Linked DNA regions of Mus musculus: region 1 is linked to region 2. The links are chromatin contacts, called in public Hi-C maps. All regions are on one chromosome and are shown on one strand. Each heading gives the region's core, a stretch centred on a gene start, on an enhancer-like site or on the middle of the called end of the contact. The rest is flanking DNA. Distances are from core to core; before and after follow the strand shown. Region 1 overlaps Fer1l6 (fer-1-like 6 (C. elegans)). Region 2 has its middle 29 kb from the start of Fer1l6.

Region 1 (2,995 bases), core at 199-2,698, 150 kb before region 2:
GAAAAAGAAAACGGTTCTGACCCAGCCGCTCAATCCTGGCTGCACACGGGGACACTTGGGTTCTATGTGGGCGTGTTCCGGTGTTCTAGCTCCTGAGCTTTGGGATGTTTTAAAGCTGCTTAGATTTCAGAGTGCCACTAAAGTCAGGAACCATTGCATTAGCACCCTAGTTTTGCTCTTAAGAAGAACAATTATTGATATTCGCCTTTCTCTTCTGTCATCTACCCAGAGGCAGCCAGTCCTTGGCACACAGCAGTGAGGAACATGCTGGAGAAAGAGGCAGAAGATGTGAGCCCCTGTTCTAACTTTTAACTGTGTCATCTTGGCCAAGTTATGTTGTTTCTGGATCTGTCTGTATAACCATGGGGTGGACCCAAAGACCCTGTCCAGCACCAGTGGTTTCTGAAGCCAATTCCCCATGAATCTTGCCTTTAGCCCTAGTTCCCTGAGTGATGATGTATTTCTGATCATGAAGCCTGATTCCAGACTGGTTGTACTGTAGGCTGTCAAAAGTGAACTGGTGTAGGGAAAGGTCCTGGTAGGAGGCCAATCAAGATGTGGCATCAAACAGACTGAGACACTTGGCAGTGAAGAACGCTGAGAAACAGCTCAATACTTAATACTGTCTCCCTCAGACCAAACAGGGTAAGTGCATCCAGCTCCATGGATTAGAACAAGAATGTTCTCTAGAGATTGCTTAATATCCAAAACTTATAAACAGGCTGCGTGCCAAAGCACAATCTAAATAAGCGACTCCTTTGATTTTTCTTGTCAAATCACCCGCATTTAATTCTCTATACCTCAGTGAACTCTGATACAACCAGCACACTTTGCTCTCCCTTTGTTTATTTTTTAATATTTTTATATGTCCTAGTTTTCATACCACTCGGTTCTAGCACGTGATCGCCATGAAACTGAGAGTACTGCTCTGCTCATTACTTTGTTTCAAGGATATTGTAATGAACAGAGTCTTCTTAATAGTTCTTGTGTGAACAAGTGGTGTTATAGGCACACGAGAAAGCATCACATGGCCACTGAAAGAAATGAAGCAATGTGCTGATCTGGGAAAGTGTCTGCGCTATCTTGTTAAGGAAGAGGAACACAGTAAAGAACTTTGACTTCTTCCTGCATGCATTTTTTTTTCACAATCTTTTAGTACTTATCACATTATTTTAAAATCAGTGTATTATATAACTAATTGTATATTAATACATGATAGAAAAGCACAGACAGTCACCACTACTAACAAGGTCCACACCAAACACCGGCTCTCCATCCTACAGTGACTTTCTTGCTAATGAAACACGGGACTGTCACCCTCCTTCTATGTTCATTTAAGGTCGCTGTGTCCTCAAACTGTAGCCCAAGGCAGCCCTCTTCCATGCTGCCCGCCCCGGCTCCAGGCAGGAACCTTGTCCAGAGTTGCCCTGACCTTTGTGTAGAGAGCACTAGACAGCAGAACTGCAGCAAGGGTTGTGATTCATAGCTCGGTAATTCAGTGAGAGGAAATCACAGGGGTTGGGAAGTGGACATGGTGCTGAGGATTTAACAGTTCAATACATTCGTTTGCTTCCAGAATTCTCTGGGCCTTTAGTGTGCATGTGAGCTTTGAGAACCTCCAGAGTTGGAGGGGAAAAAATCAATTATTGGACAGAATATTTCTCATATTTACATGAGCATGCACTCTGTTTCCTGTGGAATGTATATTAATTATCTCCCAGGGCACCAGGATCTTCCTGAATAACATTTTTGAAAAGGCTATTGTGGAGCATCCTGTAGGTAGGTGTTTATTATAGGCTACCCTGGATTGTCTGGCTGTTACCATGAGCACCGAGGACAAAGACTCCATCACAACATCCCTGCCACACGGCAGTGTGATGGTACGTAGGAGAGAAGGGACATCCAAGAAGTACACGATAAAAAGACAATTTGTTTTCTCTTCTCATTAATTTTTTAATTCTTGAGACAGGATCTCACTGTGTGTGTGGCTGGCCTGGAACTCCTGAAGAAAGGCCTGTACCACCACACCTGGAAATTAATTCCTCTTTTATGCTTTGTCAATGTTCCTTACAAGGGATATGAGCAACATGAAGCGAGATAGCATTGAATAAAAATACTGCAAAGACAATCACGAAAACCAAATCCAAGCAACAGGTTAAAGACAAATCCGTGAATCATAAGGTTTGTACAATTGAATGTCATGTTTGTTTTCCCACTATCCCAACAAATCAAAAAAATTGTAATTAAAGATTGTTTTATTTTATTTTATTTTTTGACTCATTATCAAAAAGGGAAGCCTGGAGAACACAATGTTTTGAGTTTTTTTTTTTTTTTCTTTTTGCACCCAAATGAAACTGCTGGCTCAACAGTGTAGCCATAAAGCCATTGGGGGAATTTCACCAGGGCAGTAGCTGCCCTGTAGGGTCCTGGGTGCCTTTCAGGGCTCCTCCTCCCACTGTCTTCCCTGTGAGCATTCTACTTTTGCCTTTGATGCTCTTTCCCACTAGTGAGTAACCCAACTGAGCCAGCAAAGCTTAACAGACTGATCTAAGTGCCTCCTAAATGCCTATGTTGAAACTTAATGGGATTGGACCTATGGTTGGCTATAGGCAGGAGACTAAAACTAATAATGTCACAAGAATGGAACTGTAGAATTCAGAAGTTACTCTTTCTCCTTCTACATTCACACCCCCAGAGGAACAGCCATGTGAAGGCAGACATACAAGCCAGCAGAATAGGTTCCACCAGATAGCAACACTGCCAGAATCTCAATCATGAACCTACAGCCCCTAGAACTGTGATAAGAACATTTCAGTCATTTAAACCCACTTATGATATTTTGTTTCAGCACCATGGGTAAGCTAATACACCCACTTAGATCAAAAGAGGATGGCTTACCGCAACAATATACACACGGATAAGTACTTGAACGGGGTGATTGGGTGGAATTCCTTGCTGGATTCTCAGCTGACCACTGTCCTCTGAGGTAGAATCC
Region 2 (2,700 bases), core at 125-2,624:
CAGGAAGACGCCTATGAAACAAAGAGAAGGAAAGAAGATGTCAGGTCCAAAGAAAACTCTATTTCCCCAAATTCTGGCAATTAGACATTCCTCAGGAACGTTTGAAGCTGGATCCCCTCTGCCAGTGATAAAGTTTCCCTTATCACTGGCATGCTGAAGGATCAAATGACTGTCTGCGGAGGCTACTAGCATACCAGAGCACACACCGGCCTCTAGTGTCCCTCAGCATCACAAATTCCTGTTACACACCTCAGAGCCCATGCTGGCATCCTGGCACTTCTCAGCTCTCCTCGTGTCCTCTGCCGCTCTCTCTTGTCTCCTGGCCAAATCCTCTTTCTCTCTCCCTTTCCCTCCTCCTTCCTCCCTTTCCCTCCTCCCTCCTCCCTCCCCCCTCCTCCCTCTCCCTCCTCCCTCTCCTTTCTCCCTCCTCCCTCTCCTTCCTCCCTCTCCCCCTCCTCCTTCCTCCTCCCTCCTCCCTCTCTCTCTGTGTTCTTTCTTTTTCTCCCTCTCATGGCCCTTACCTCTCTCTGCCTCTCCTCTCTTCTCTCATAGCCAAGTCACTCTGCTGGCCATGGTCAGTCTACTTTGTCTCTCTGCTCTAGACTCTTCCAGATCCCTCTGGCTGCTTTCCCCTTCATGTCTACAACAAAAACCTTCTGTTCAACCATACTTTAGAGTGGTCATGCCATCAGTTTATACATCTGTTGCCAAAACTCCCAGTTTATACAGAACAAGGTGGGGAGGGATGAAAGAAGTAAAGAAGGAAGGGAGGAAGAAAAGAAGGGAAGGAGGGAGGGAGAGAGGGCGGGAAGGAGACAATGAAGTACATTTAGGTAGGATTGCTCATGTCTCTAATCCCACTACTCAGGAGTTAGAGTCAAGAGCAACATAACTCATGGCTAACCTGGGCTATGCATATGTATAATATGTCTATGTATATATGTGTATGTGTGTGTATGTGTATGTGTATATGTATATGTATAACAGGATCATGTTATACAAATTCTTGATGAGAGTCCAAAGGACTCGAATTAGCATATATTAGAGATACCTGCAGATAAATGCTTATTGTAGAATCCCTCATAAAAGTCAGGTTATGAAATCAGCCCGTGTGTCCACCAACAGATACAGAGATAAAATAAACTTGGCTATATATACAATGCAGTGCCATTCAGCTGTTGGATGGAGGAAAACATGTTCTTTACCATAAAGTGAAAGGGACTCTAGACTGTGTTAAGCCAGGAACAGAAAGACACATATCAAACATGTTTAGACCCTAGTTCCCAGGGGACAAATGCTCCTGTGAAGAGAAGGCCATTATTAATGAGAGCCAGAAAATGGAATCTATCCCAAATTGCTAGCAGCAGCATGCTGTAACCTGACACTGGAGAACCACAGTGGCACTGGGTGACTCAAGATTCACAAGGCTTCTCCAAACAGGTTCTTAAAGGTAATGATACAAGTTTTTCATTGGAGTTTTAGTTTTTCTTTTGCCTCTAATTTTAATCAATGATACAATTGTCAAAAAGAAGCAGTCTTTCTCTTTAACACATAAAGCATCAGGGTGCTTCTGTCTGGGATCAAGTAAGCAAACACACGGTACGCCGAGGCCAGAGGTGCTCGTGACTCAGTCTCACTCAGCTGAACACCACTAAGCACCATATGGTTCTGATTATAATGGCTTTAAGTTGTTTTTCTTCTTAGTCATAGATCGTGTCATTTATGCTCCTGTGGCCGGTGATGACAAACACAAAGAATGAGGAAGGCTCATTTTAGAACAATAGAGGATTAATGAGGAGCATAAAATAATCATAGTTTCAAGGAATGGCCTCAAAATGACCTGCGTGCACCCTGTAACTCACCCACCAGAATGCTTATTTTTAAATGTAACTAACTGTCTCTGGCACTACAAGAAGTGGCTATCTAAAAAACAAAAAACAACTAACTACTCTAGCTAGGCTCTGGTAGAGTGCTCACTATACATAAGACCCTGGGTTCTAGCTGAAGGATAAATATGGATAGATGACAGAGCAACAGATAGATAAAAAAGATAGATAGATGATAGATAGATAGATAGATAGATAGTAGATAGATGATAGACAGATAGATAGATGATAGATAGATAGTAGATAGATGATAGATAGTAGATAAATGATAGATAGATAGATAGATAGATAGATAGATAGATAGATAGATAGATAGATAGATTAGATAGATTAGATAGATAGATAGTCATCTTGGCTTTTTGTTCATTGGTCTATCTATACTTCACACACACCATGCAGAGGACTGTTAATGGTTTTAAAATTCGGAAGGTAATTCTTGATTTTAAATACAATTGTGAAAGCAGTTTAAGCCAGAGAGGAAAGGAAACAGCACACTGAGCAGAAAATGTCACTGTGTTAAGTTTTCATTCTCCCTTCTGTGTGAATAAGGAGAACTCAAACCTTTGAACAGTCTTAACCAAGAACCCAGTTTGCAGCTTTCAACCCTGGATGTTCAAAGACTCCCCTGGGAACCTAGTCCTGAAAACCCTAATTCAGTTTCTCTAGGGTGAGGTCTGGGAAGAACATTTATGTCTCATCCAAGGTGGTTCTAGTGCACCCACCCTAACTAAGCAACTGCTCCTTCCTTTGACTGTAGGATTATATAACAAAAACAAAAAAATTACACACACACACACACACATACACACCCCAT

Evidence for each region. Hi-C and Micro-C count contacts between places; a contact is called where the count stands out from the background.
Region 1: a Hi-C map of the 3T3-L1 cell line shows a contact between it and region 2, with 3 times the contacts expected there. The contact joins two enhancer-like sites. A contact is called at or near these places in 4 of 484 Hi-C or Micro-C datasets (the 3T3-L1 cell line, the G1E-ER4 cell line, bone marrow-derived macrophages and 1 more) and 2 of 9 other capture datasets (adipose tissue and pancreatic islet).

What each region holds. Positions count from the first base shown.
Region 1 is chr15:58,630,659-58,633,653 of GRCm38.p6, reverse strand. It overlaps Fer1l6 (fer-1-like 6 (C. elegans)), which reads right to left. Exons shown (of 41, transcript NM_001370912.1): 31 at 2,899-2,995. Among named protein-coding and RNA genes, the nearest start is that of Gm36451, 35 kb to the right of the region's middle. Within about 2 kb of position 1,448, at least 6 of the 459 cell types and tissues checked have an H3K27ac peak or open chromatin away from gene starts, as enhancers often do.
Region 2 is chr15:58,479,500-58,482,199 of GRCm38.p6, reverse strand. No RefSeq gene overlaps it. Among named protein-coding and RNA genes, the nearest start is that of Fer1l6, 29 kb to the left of the region's middle. Within about 2 kb of position 1,374, at least 58 of the 459 cell types and tissues checked have an H3K27ac peak or open chromatin away from gene starts, as enhancers often do.